Regions from separate parts of the Drosophila melanogaster genome. Here region 2 is linked to region 1. Evidence: chromatin contacts called from public Hi-C data. All regions are on one chromosome and are shown on one strand. The core of a region is the stretch at or near the end of the contact, and the rest is flanking DNA. Distances in the headings are between cores, read along the strand shown.

Region 1 (6,395 bases), core at 2,093-4,592:
ATTATGCCCTTTTGGCACTTTTCGAAATTATTTCGTTGCCTCCAGGCGGGCGGCTTGTGATACATGTTGTGTGGCTGCAATGTGTCTGCACTCGGCTGGCAATGCAGTGGTTATATTTCTAATGGGCCCCGATCCTAGGGACAGTCCAAGTCACCCATTAAAGCAACACAAAAAAAAAATATGGGATTGTATATTTATAGCAGACTTTAAGACCACAGAAATTCTAGGGGCTTCGCCGGAAATGGGCGACGAACCTTGTAAGCAATCAGCTCGAAAAGTACAGGAAATTCAATTTTTATGCGCAAAAAACAAGCGGCAGGAAGGCGTGACCCAAACACCCAAAGATATCGGACTCAATATTGCTTGGCCAAAGAAGGAAAACTTGAAAGAAGTTAAAACGTTTACAGACCAACGCGCCGCCCAACAACAACACGGCCACGAAACGAATAATAATTGTAAATAACTTGATTTTCCTGCTGCCTTGGCCAAAGTCCTGGTCCCAGTAAGATGTGCTCCAGTTGGCCCAAAGTGCACAGAGGACTGGCATGGAGGCCAGGACGATTCCAATAAGACGTTCGAAATCTTTTGTTGGCCGAATTGTTTTGCACAACGAGAGCAAAAAATAAAATCGAATACATTGGGAAGTTGAGATTGAATTTGGGAAAATCTAGCAGTTCACTTGGAACTTTAATATTGATGCTTAAGTGTGTTTGTTCTTTCAATAATGTTTGGAATATAGATAATAGGGTATAGATAAAGATTAGAATATACTTAATTTATATATCCTATCTGAGAAATTTTACAAATTAAAAGATTTTCTTATGAATATTACAAGAACCCCAAGTTAGGTTGCGAAGAACACCTTTAAAGTAAATTCTTTTAAGTTTATTACAATCAATTTTTACTAAATGTTAATTTACTATGGTCCCGAAGTTAAAACTTCTGTGAAAGTATAAAATCTTTTGAGAAACCGCAAATTCACTAAACTTTTTTTTGTTAGGCTAAATCATTAATAATGCCAGCAACAGAAACTAAGATTTTCGGGTATAAGCGGACTTTCCAAGTTAAATTGCCATCTGGTGAACATTTAATATAAACTTTATCCCTTGCACTTCATTAATCCTACAACAAATTAAAGCGTTTGTCATAAACGGTTTAAAACATAATCAATCATAGTGTGCGGTAAAACTTTTGCTTTGGCCATAATTTTTCATAATTTTCCCATCACAAACTCGTACCGTTTTTCCCCCAGCTCGAATCTAATCGGATTTTCGCCATTGTTGTTGTCGGGTGCTGGTGATTTTATATAACGTATTATATTTTATGATTATCTGCATGAAAATGGAATAACAACACCGAAAAATGTGAGCCATCTCTCACAACGCCGGAGCAAAAAAGTGTGTACGCTTAGACGTTGAGCAACAATTTCATTTGCATATTTTTCATTTGCTCCTGGCTCCATCGAGGGTGCGAATAAATACGTTTGTGGACGAGTATGAATCATGAAATATCTGTGCGGCATTTCGATATTTTTTTATATTTTTATTATTATTATTTTTTTTTTTTGGTTAGCGAATAGACATGTAAGCCAGTCAGCAACGAATGCCAGAGCTGGGCAATGAAAACTGGAAAATATCAAATTTCCAAAAGAGGTTTTCGCCCCACACTCATGGCTCTTCGGATATGAAAAGGTCGGTGGGTCGATCGAGTGTTCTGCTCCTGACACATTTCATTAGCCTGTCCCACACACACATTCAAATGCACAGAGAGAAAATATTACAAAGATTGTGACTGAGGTGAAAAACCTATTTAAAAAGCATTTTGTTAGATTTTGGCATAGACACGACAAAAACATGGTTATCCGATTGATATACAATTTAAAAAAAAATTATTTAGACAAAATATATTTTTAATATAATAAATTTTAAACGGATAACGTTTTAAAAAAATTTTGACATTTTGAACTCCCATTTCTTTGGCATTTATTCTCTCTGTGTATACACACATATAACGAGTAGATGGGATAGTCGTTTTGTGTGGCATAAATTGACGCCTGGTTTTTATCATAAGGCAATTTTATATTATGCTTGGGCATTTCGGCTTTAGTTTTTCTGGCAATTTTATGGTCTCCGGTCTTGGTCCTGGCCCTGGTCCTGACTGCTCCATAAAGAGACCAAGTCATTTGCACTTAGTTCTGGGCTAGCGACACTCGTATATAACATATAAATTATAGCACCTCCTCACACGCATGAATCACCATAAATTCAGGTCTTTCTGCGCCACTGAAGATTTGCCTTTAAATGATAATAAACTGAGTAATTGCCTTGACTGAAGATAATTCTTGGCCGACTCTTTTCTCTTTGCCGCCTAAGCCGCCAAGAGTATCCCGCAAAAGCCCCCAAATCCTTTTGTTTTACTCGCAAGACTTAATAATAAGTTCCGTTTCGGAGGCGTAAGCCGAGTTACGAAAAGGGAAAAATAACACGCCGACAGCTGTTGGGGCTTATGGTTGGAAAATCGCACGCACACTGCCGGTGCCGGAAAAACAAAAAGCACTAAGCATAGCAATACTTTGCGGCGCGTGCCGAGCGACTTAGGGAAAACCAAGAAGAGGCGCCTAAAATGCCGGCAGGCCGGCTTAAGAGTTTTCCCGGAGAAAAGTTGATGGTGGCACCTACCCAGATTGAGCAGCAGGAGAATCACAAAGAAGCGGCTACTAATCCACATGTTTACCGGCTTCTGTTTTGATTCTGATTTGAATTTCGTTGAAATTTTTGTTTTATTATTTGTTATCTTTTTTGATTTGCTGGGTTTTTAGCTGAGCTTTTTTTTTTCAGGAATTTTTCGTGGGCAGTGAGCTGTACAATTTTGATTTGGCTTTTGCTTTCGAGCGATTTTACATTGCAGACACTTGACTCCTCTTCTCACATATTTTTGGCACTTATGTATCTTTCAGATTCTTTCTATTCACTTTGGTGATTTGGTGTTTGCATGATTTGATGTTTTGTTATGTTTTAGGGGACTGCATGGCCCGGTGCCGGCACACTTTGCTATACGAAAACTAGGCACTCTCCCGCCAGGACAACCGACTGCCAGCAAGGACTCGACTTGACTGCGCGCCGCCGGAACCGAAGTGTTGGCCAAGTTAGGAGCTCTTACACCATAAAGTAGAAGCACTTTCACACACACACACACACGCACTCCGCGGCTCTCTTCCACGCTCTCTTCGGCGAGAATTCACCACACGCAGTCACTTTCGGCACTCAGTCCCGATGCATTTTCAATCCAACTTCCGTCGTCCACCAGAGCCGTGCGTATCCTTCGAGCCTCGAACAGCAACTGCCGGATGCGGCGACCACCAGCTCTTTGATGGCTCATTTCAGTGGTGCAGTTGGCAGCACCGCCAGTGGCTGCTCTCAGCGCATGCGCACCACCATTTGTTGTCTGTGGTTAGGTACGACCTTTTTGGAGCGTCGTCGAAGAAACAGCTGTGTTTACACTGGACCACTTGGGTGGTGCGGCCACAGAGGAAAATAGGCGGTTGGGTGGTTGGGCAGTGGTGCGGCCACATGCGTGAGTGCCTAGTTGAATGTTTCAATTATTTCGGCCAGCTCCATCTTGCCTTGCCATAGATTAGGCATCATGAATTCAGCTAGACTGATGATGACTCTTTCGAAATCGAATTGGAATGGGCTAAGAATCTCATTTACTTTCAATTAATCGAGCATCATCCCATAAATTTGCTTTCAATTAATAACGCAATTTGTTAAGTTCAACATCGACTTTGCCAGCATAATTTACTTGGCATTATGCATAGCAATTTTACACTTAAGTCCCTTCCTGCCAGCGCATAAATGTTGTCTACTTTTTGGCCATTTCGCCTAATGAGCATCAGGGGAAATTATGGCCAACAAGGTCGGGTCTTTGCTCGTACCAGGAAAAAAGTGCCACCACAACAACGCATTCAGCCAGCTGCCAAGATTCATTATGTTAAGCGCCAAAGTGTGCTATTTCAAGTTTTTAGCACTCAGAGAAAAAACACTAAGAAAAGATTTAATAACAAGGGTATATACGTATATAATGTAATATATATAATATAACAATAATGTCATAAAAAAATGTTCTATGATTCAATTTGACAGATACATTTTATATAACTTTCCCCATTTTGCAATTTTCAGTGCACTGAATTATTTGTGTACATTTGGCGCTGGCCAATTTCTTGTTTTTGGGACGCGTGAGCGCGTAAAAAGCGGCGAATGGGGGCTTTGGATCGGGTTTTGGCCCACATTAGGCGTGCCAAGGACAGTGGATGCCGCAGCCGCCGCCGCAACAAAGGCAGCAACAATAAAACATAAGCCGAAACGTGTTTGCTTGCCAAATTTATTTTGGACCCGTTAGCATTTCCCACGGCAACACCGAATGCCAAACACCAAACAGTCAGGCAGCAAACAACAGACAACAAGCAACAGTAACCATATTCATGAGTCCTGTATGCCATTCAGTCTGTGAGAGTGTGTGTGTGTGTGTGTGTGCCAGCGAGTGTGACTTGCATTTGTGAGCGTGACGTTGTCCGTGGTGGTAATGGTAATGGTGTTGCTGTTGGTATTGGTGTTAGTATTGGTACTGGTGTCGCTGCTAATGACAACGGGACCGCGTTGCGCATCAACGAACGACACCAAAAAGTCATTGACTCATTGAGTTTTGTCCCGGTGAGCATTTGTGCATGTATATGTGCTATCGGAAGTTGCAAGGCAGACCCTTTGCATACCCTAGACTTAAATATACACTGATATTTATACAAATAGTTTTGGATACTTACTAACTAAATTAGTTGTTACGCTAATGTATAGATATGGTTCAATATGTCTTTGCATAATAGTGTAAATAATAGAGGGTATATAAATATTCGATCTTAGGCTGCCCCACTTCTTTCAACTTTCCGTTTGCCGTCACACTCTTTGGCTCAAGCAGCGTTATCGTGTTTGTTTGTTGGTTGCCTGGTTGGCTGGCTGACAAACTGACAAACTAACAAACTGACGAACTAACAAACTGGCAAAATGGCAAACTGACTGACTGCCAATGCGTGTCTGCACACGTTGGCAGCTTTAACCGGAGTAAATGCAGTCAACGGGCAGCAAAAACAACAGCGCTCCGTTATGGCCACTGTTTCATTTTTGCCACTCGCCCCACTCTGTCATCATTAGAGTTGGGTCAGGTGGGGGGGTGGCAGCTAGTGTGTTGGTGGGTTGGTGGATTGTGTACATTGGTGGGCTTGGGTGGGTTTTGTAGGCCCGCCAGGTGCCTTGGCACTTTCGACCGCTCCCCATGTCCATGCATCGTGCCAAAGGGATACAGGAAAAAGGACTCCCCAGCGGGGCTATAAATTTGGGAGCAGAAAAGTAACTTTCGAGGCAGCTCCTTTAAAATTCTAGTCTATTCAGTTCAGTTGGTCATTCGTTTCTTGGCTCACAATGCAATGCAATGCCAGGCTTTGTTCGGATGCATTCAATGCACTGGCTCATATCCGATGCTGGCCACTGGTCACTGTTGGCCTGTCAACCCACTTCTATAAATCTGCATAACAATTATGATGCTGGTAAGTTTTAGAATCGATAGGAAGTAGGGGAGTGCACGGAATATAAGTTAAATTTATATGCAGACTACGGGAAATTAAAACCATTTTGTCTCTAGGTATTTCAGTACAAAATCGGTATTTGTTTACTATATATTGATTTCGTTAATACATTCAAAATATGTATCAGTAACTTTTTATCATATAAGTAAGTACTTATTTGGGGTTACTAGATCAGTTCATCTTGCTCGAGAATTGAAGACATTAACAATTAAACTAATACGTATTCTCTAGGCCATTTGCATATCTTGAAGATTGTTTTGTGCAATCCCAGCTCGATTTCATATCTTCTTTTGACAGTGCATGCATGCAAAACGATAGATTTGGCTCGGACTACGGCCATAACCATGGGCTATTAACTGTGCCGGCTGGCCATGTCCTCCGACAATTTCTAACAATGCGTTGGCAGCTGGGCAAAAAGGCGGACTTATCTGCAGGGAGCGCGGTGCTGTTGATGCCGTTGTTGTTGCAGTTGTTTAACGTGGCATTTATGCGCCTGTTTGCTCAACGTTTTGTATGTAGGTCAACATTTGCACGCTCTATGACTGACGTCAACATGGACCGGGAATGTCCTGCCACCCGGCCTCACCCATCTTACCCATTATCCTGTGTGCCACCCATCCTTGTCCGTTTCCGTTTCCCGTGTTTATGTTGCTGTTGCTGCAACACCTCCCAACGCCCCATTTTCGCTGCTCTCGTTGTTATGGCAAACACCCACGATGCCTATGTAAAAGCAGCAGCTGACCAAGACCAAACCTGC
Region 2 (6,395 bases), core at 2,017-4,516, 100 kb after region 1:
GCAAAAATTGCCATGGCTTGGGCTAAAAACTGAGCCAAACAAATGTGTGGCATTCAAATGTCTGCCTTAGTTGTGTGTGCGTGGGCGTGGCAAAACATAAATTATTTTACGCACGGGCTCACATCGAAATTCAGGGAGCAAAACGGCCCTAACAATGCTGCAATTGTGGCCAAATATAATTTAATTGCCATCAGCAACTGTGGCAACCAGCCAGGTTAATGGCAACCAATAATGGTAATAATTATGGCTTTAACAGCAGGAACCATGGCCATTAGCAAACATACTGTTCAAAAAATAACCAAATTTAAAATGTTTCTTTAGAAACCACGTGCAATTTGTAATAAGATAGATGGATAAATAAATTTAGAAAAAAAATATGCTTAGAAATTATAATTGCAAAACACAACTTGAAATTTTAAAGTACAAGTATTTATAATTTTTACAGATGTTACTTAGTAGCTGCTTGTAATTGTTTGCTCTTTCTGTAAAGATAGAAAACTATTGTTGTACTTTCTGTAATAAAGCCGTTGAAAAGTGATGAAAGGTGATGAGATAAGCATGAATTGCATTAAACGAGATGCGAAAAAATTGCATTCACCACAGAGACCAGAAAAGAAGGGGATTGTGTGTCCGCCCACAGGGATTTTCTCGTTTTTCCGCTTCATCAGTATTGGCATCATCATCAGCACCATCGTCATCACCATAAATCACAAAAGTGCAGCATATGCATCGCACTCCGCACTTTCCCTACACCGCCGATCATTGTTTGCTTTGGCAATTTGTAGTCAGCATGTTGCCGGGCCGAAAAGCAAGGACTCGAGCTCTATTTCTCTGTCAAATGCAATAAACCAGAGATCCTTTTGTGTGTATGTGTGGGTACTATAAGATGTCGGCCAAGCAATAGCAACTACAGCAGAACTAACTGGCCAGGACAATGGTCAGAGGGGCAATGAGTAATGGGCATCGAGCATGCAAAAGTGCCGAACTGAACGAACTGAAAGGCCGGAGCAGGAGTTCCCTTTGATAAATTCGCCCAAGAAGGGTCACCTGCCTTGTGCAGCTGTCTGTTAAATTGCTTAATTTGTTAGGGCGAAAAGCAGAGAGCTAAGGGAAAGCACAAGCGTTACACGCAATCCTTCGAACAACGGGGCGTATGAGCAATTTGCGCAAATGCAACAGAAATTCAATTAACTTGCTGGATTTGCGGCTATCAATTACAAAGGTTTGCCATCAAAACATGCTGCACTTATGGCGGATGCGAGAAACCTTTGGACCATCGTTCTTAAGAATAACCAGTCAGGGGGAAAATCAACAGAAGATCTCAAGAGTCGAGCACTTTCCACTTTCCGCAGAAACATTAATGCAAGTTTTGCGTACTGTAAGGAATGTAATTAAATATGGCTCGGCTTTCAATCGAAATTTCCATATGTAAGAGGGTTTCTTACCCTGCCAGCTTCATCGCATGTCTAAGGGGACCATGGAATGGCCAATTAAAACTATCAAATTACGTATAAGCCTAGCGAGGCGTACGCAGGCTGCCTAATTAGACGCAGGTCTTGAACAAAACTCAAGTAAGGCATCTTACAAGGTACACTCAAACAAATAAGCTCAAAATTTAACAATACTGATTTTGGCGTTAACTTTATTGCGTTTGGTAAATTATTGAAAGTAAATTTATATATGCAAGACTGGTTACTACTGTAAGGTATACTGTAAAAGAATTTTTAAAATATATCAAACACTTTAAATTTCTCTCAGTGTCCTCCCACTCCCAGAGGACACTGGATCCATCCATTGACTATATTTGCGGTTGGCGCAAAAATGTTTCCGCCAATGAGGAATGTGTGGCCCTGGAAATTGGAGGCGCGTCACACACATACGCATGCATAATTAATGTGCCTTGTATATCTATGTGTGCGTGTGCTTGTGTGTGTTTGTGTGTGGTATGTGTGTCCTATTTCGGCTAATTGTGAAGTGTGGCCAAAACCACGGAGTGGCTGAAGCGACACACACAGGCCGAGTCAACGTTTAATTGTCGCCTTTGATATTGCAACAATTTGAAAGTGCCTGCCGCTTGAACACTCCTGCCACAGATGCTTTGGCCGCCTTTAATTACAAATTCCAAGCATGCTTGGCTTATTCAAAATCGATGGGGAAATTACGCCTGCATTTGTTCGTACTGGTTGTGGCCCCAAAACTAAGTACAAACTTTCGATAAACTCTTTATGCTGCTAATTAATGCATAGAATGGCTGAAATTTGTGAAGCACTGGCCAAGCAACTTTTAGGAGTTTTCTTTTGAATTTTTCGTTTTTACTCTAATTTGGATAAAGAGCATAAGACTTAATGAGTAAAAAGTCAAAATTTCAAAATTTTGTACAAGTCTTAAAATTGTGTGATGAAAAAACTTCTAAAGCAGTAACTATGATATCCATTCCCGAATTCATCGATTTCTCATTTTAAGAAAAGACTCGCTTTCTTATAATTTCTTTTATTACCATTTTTAAGGTCCCTTTAAATTTGTTTGATTTAATAATTTGTTATACTAATTGGCCTTTAAGCGTTTAGAACCCCCAAAATATCTCTCCCCTTTCAATTTCCAACCCACCTCTTGACCATGTGCGCTGAACTTGAAAGTCACCTTGCCTTTGTTTGATGCGTTTTTTGACGCCAATCAACGCCATGGGGAGTGCTAATGGTTAAGATCCCCCCAACAATAAATGTGTGTATGGGTCTAGCAGCGCTTTGTTTGGCTTTGACATGTCAAACAGCGAACAACAAAAGTGGGGGCAAAGGAACGAACGCAACAGAACGAAGATGTTGCAGTAGCACCAGCAGCTTCCACAGCTCAACATTGTTGCAAATTACAAGAAAATCCAAAACGGCTCAATGCACAACATCTCCTGGGGGCATAAGGGGTGATTCGGGGTTGAAGGTTGAGGGGGGTGGGGGCATGACAGACTTGAGGGGTGAGTGGGGCGAAGATGGGTTATGGTTCTGCCAGACGTTCAATGTTTCCAACTCGTTGAGCTCGGCTTTAAGTTCATTTTTACTGGGTTACCAAAGGACCATCATAAAAATTGCTTTTCAGCTTCTGCTTCTGCTTCGTTCTGTTCGGTACTGTTCTGGATTTTTTCTCCATTGGCCTTTATGCCGACCGGGTTTATTGTTTGCTTTCATTGCGTTTTGTATTAACCCATTCCCGTTTGCCCCGTTCAAAGTACAAAGTCTGCAATTAAGGGCGCTGCGGCTTATTTACGAACTTGGCCGGCGTACGCGGCGTATGCGCAATGCACACATCGCGTGCGGAGCAATGAAAATGTATTTTTGTACTGCACATTCAGGCTTTTGTTTGCTTAAATGCTTGGTAATTAAAACGTGTTGGTGCCAGTGGTACAGTGCGGAATTTTCGCAAACTATGTGGGATTTTTGCTAAGGTCAGGTGCATTCTGGCACTCGAAATGCCAGGCAGACTTAAATGGGAAACTAATTTCGCACAATGTTTGCTTTATGCTTAATTATTATCACTAACGTTGAAATGCAATTTGGCCAGCAGCATTATAGTCATCTTAATGTTTTGGTTAACTAACGTTTAAGTTAATTGCTTAAAGCGAACTGAATTAAAGTTTCTCTGAATGCAACAGTAATTCCCTTGGTAAAATATCCTTTAACATTTCTGCGACAAACCATTAGCCGATTGGCGGCGAAATTCCGCTTAAAGAGGGGCTTGGTTCGTGCCCAAGTAATCTGTATTTCATTCCATTCGGTTTTTATGATTTATTTTCGTTAAGGACCCTTTATTTTTGTTGTGTTCGGCCCTCATATACATTTTTCATTATTCTGCTTTTCACATATATATTGGCCATGTATTTTTATGTGACGAAATGCCTGATGGCATTCGGTTGGCACGGCGATGTCAACAGAACGTTAAGCGGGATTAGGACCGCCGCTTTGCGCTTTTGTTTTTCCGAATGTCGCCAACATCATCAACAAGGTGACATAAGAGGAGTGAACAAATAAAATCCAAAAAAAAAGAACGAAGGCACAAGATTGCGCCTCACATTCTAACGCTCTTAACGTGGCCATATTTTGCATATGGCTTTAATGGCGGCTTAGCAGCGTAAAAATAGCAAAAGTCGCTAAAACGCCGGATGACTGGATGTGTGTGTATGGGTGGTGGCGAAAACAAGGCCAAGACAAAGGAAGATACTCGCACAAAAGTGGCTCTTGTACCGACAGCTTTGTTGTCTGGATGCCACACGCTGCTCGAGGCAGCCAAAATGCGCAGGAAACTTCGGCCCAAGAAAGCGGTGGAAAGTTGCTGAGTAGGCAGGCAAAATGGGTTAAGGATGGGCGGATGGTCCAATTGCTACTGTCAGCTGAGCAAAGTTTTTAATTAAAATAACCGAGCAATAAAACAGCGCAACGAACGAACACACACAAACACACACATTCGCTCACAGAAAAAGGGAGCCATGTTAAATGGGAAATTAGCAGCGACAACTTCTCCTGGTCACATGCATAACGTATACGCCATGATGGCCGTGTCCTGCGACGCAATTAAAATTTAACGGCACCCGACGCATTTCGTTGCCTATTTCTTATTTTGTTTTCCATTCAACAGTACGTCCTCTGAATATTTATTGTGGCAAAGGTCAATGCTATGGCCTTGAACCCTTTGCCCCGTAACCACGCTCAAAGAGACCACTTAAAGGTCTGAAATTTGCGAGGGCTTCACGCTTGGTCAGACAATAGCTAAACCGTCGTTGGGACTCATTAAAAAAACATAAATCAAGCCGCACTCCAACGGCCTGCAGTTAAAAGCTATCGCAATGCATAATGAAAATTGTCCGAGCGAAAAACAGTATTTCGTAGTAAATTGAAATTGCTCGGACAAACTTGGATTTAAGCAGCGATGTGCGGCGGGAAAATGCAAAAAAAAACAACAAAATTCACAGCTTGTCAGGGCGGGAAAAGAAAAAGCGTGATGATGCGTTGGCGTGCGGCTCGCAGCTCTGCAGCAAGATTGATTGATGACATGACGTCAATTTGCCAGAGCCACTCAGTCTCGGTCCTCCTGAAAGCTCCACCAGCATGAATGCAAAGGGATCGAGGATCCAGGACCCAATGTGGACAACCAGGGGCGTGACCAGCGACATGGGCCTCGACCATGGCGATGACGATGAAAAGACAATGAAAAAGGCATTAAAACTGCGGTCGGACCGAAGGAAAATATTATCACTCCTGGCGGGATGAGGGATGATGTGCCACACGGGGGCGTCCTTGTGGTGCATGTTATGGCCTGTTTGTGGGCGTGGCATTTGAATATAATAATAAACACAACTAAGCCCCGTGGAGCTAACGAAGTTGGGTGTTGTTTTAATGACGCAGGTCGAAAAAGTAGCAAAGGCCAAAGGAAAACATTTGAGAATAGAATCAATGTAGAATGTAGAGAATACAAAACACAGAAGTATAACTATATTTGATAAGTCAACGTTATTACAACGTTAATATATATGTTTCAATTATGAAATCCTTCAAATCAGCATAGTTTTTCCAACAATAATCTTTTAATTCACCCGCACTAATGAGATAATTCCATCGGACTTCCTCATTTTCCTGTCCATTACCAGCAATCATTATAATAACGATAACTCCGCTGTTTATTATCCTCATAGGCTAGCGTTATGCATGATTAATAAGGTTGGCATTTGTTATGGTTGTTATCCCTCCTCTTTCGTCCCGTGACTGCCATCAAAATTATGCATAATTGGTGTCACTGTCACCCAGACCGGCATCCCACTCGTTTCCCAACAGGGACAAGGACAACGAAGCCCTGGGACCATCGCACCCATGCGGCGACTATCTCAATTTAAAACAAAAACATTTCGGCGCAGTCGAGAGACACATTCCTGCGGGTGTTTAATGAACATTTTTCCACACACACACACACCTTGAAAATTATGCAAAAATAAATTAAAGTTTCATGTGGGCAGCCCAACAACTTTACTTTGTTGCCACGCTCAAAAAAAGAAAAAAAAAACCGAAAGAAAAAGACCTAGGAAGCCCATTAAATGCGAAATAAAAACCCGTACCGTAAAAATGAAATTTTAAACACATACCGTTGGCGCAAACAATTCGATGGCACGAGAAAGAGGGCATCATCAGTTGAGTTGAGTTGAGTTGAGTTGTCCTTGCTGGGGACTATCGAGTCTACTACATCATGCGGGGCACGTCCGCTAATGCTGCGACTGCAAAGATAAAAACCAAGATATAAAGCATAAAAATCGGCCCGGCAATTACTTCAAGTGATGGCTTTCTAATTTAGGGCTTAATTTGTGTGGATTTAAGGCGCGGTGCGGTAGCAAATATTTTTTTAAGCCCGGCCATCAAATG

The links. A called contact is a pair of places that touch in the nucleus more often than the background predicts.
Region 2: a Hi-C map of the Kc167 cell line shows a contact between it and region 1, with 2.2 times the contacts expected there. A contact is called at or near these places in 32 of 107 Hi-C or Micro-C datasets (the Clone 8 cell line, the Kc167 cell line, the PNm cell line and 15 more).

What each region holds. Positions count from the first base shown.
Region 1 is chr3L:7,186,589-7,192,983 of dm6, forward strand. It overlaps Dscam2 (Down syndrome cell adhesion molecule 2), which reads right to left and starts at 3,343. Exons shown (of 21, transcript NM_168196.4): 1 at 2,679-3,343. The coding sequence starts at 2,727.
Region 2 is chr3L:7,288,670-7,295,064 of dm6, forward strand. unc-13-4A (unc-13-4A,) reads right to left here. Exons shown (of 13, transcript NM_001274575.2): 3 at 6,122-6,250. Among named protein-coding and RNA genes, the nearest start is that of unc-13-4A, 21 kb to the right of the region's middle.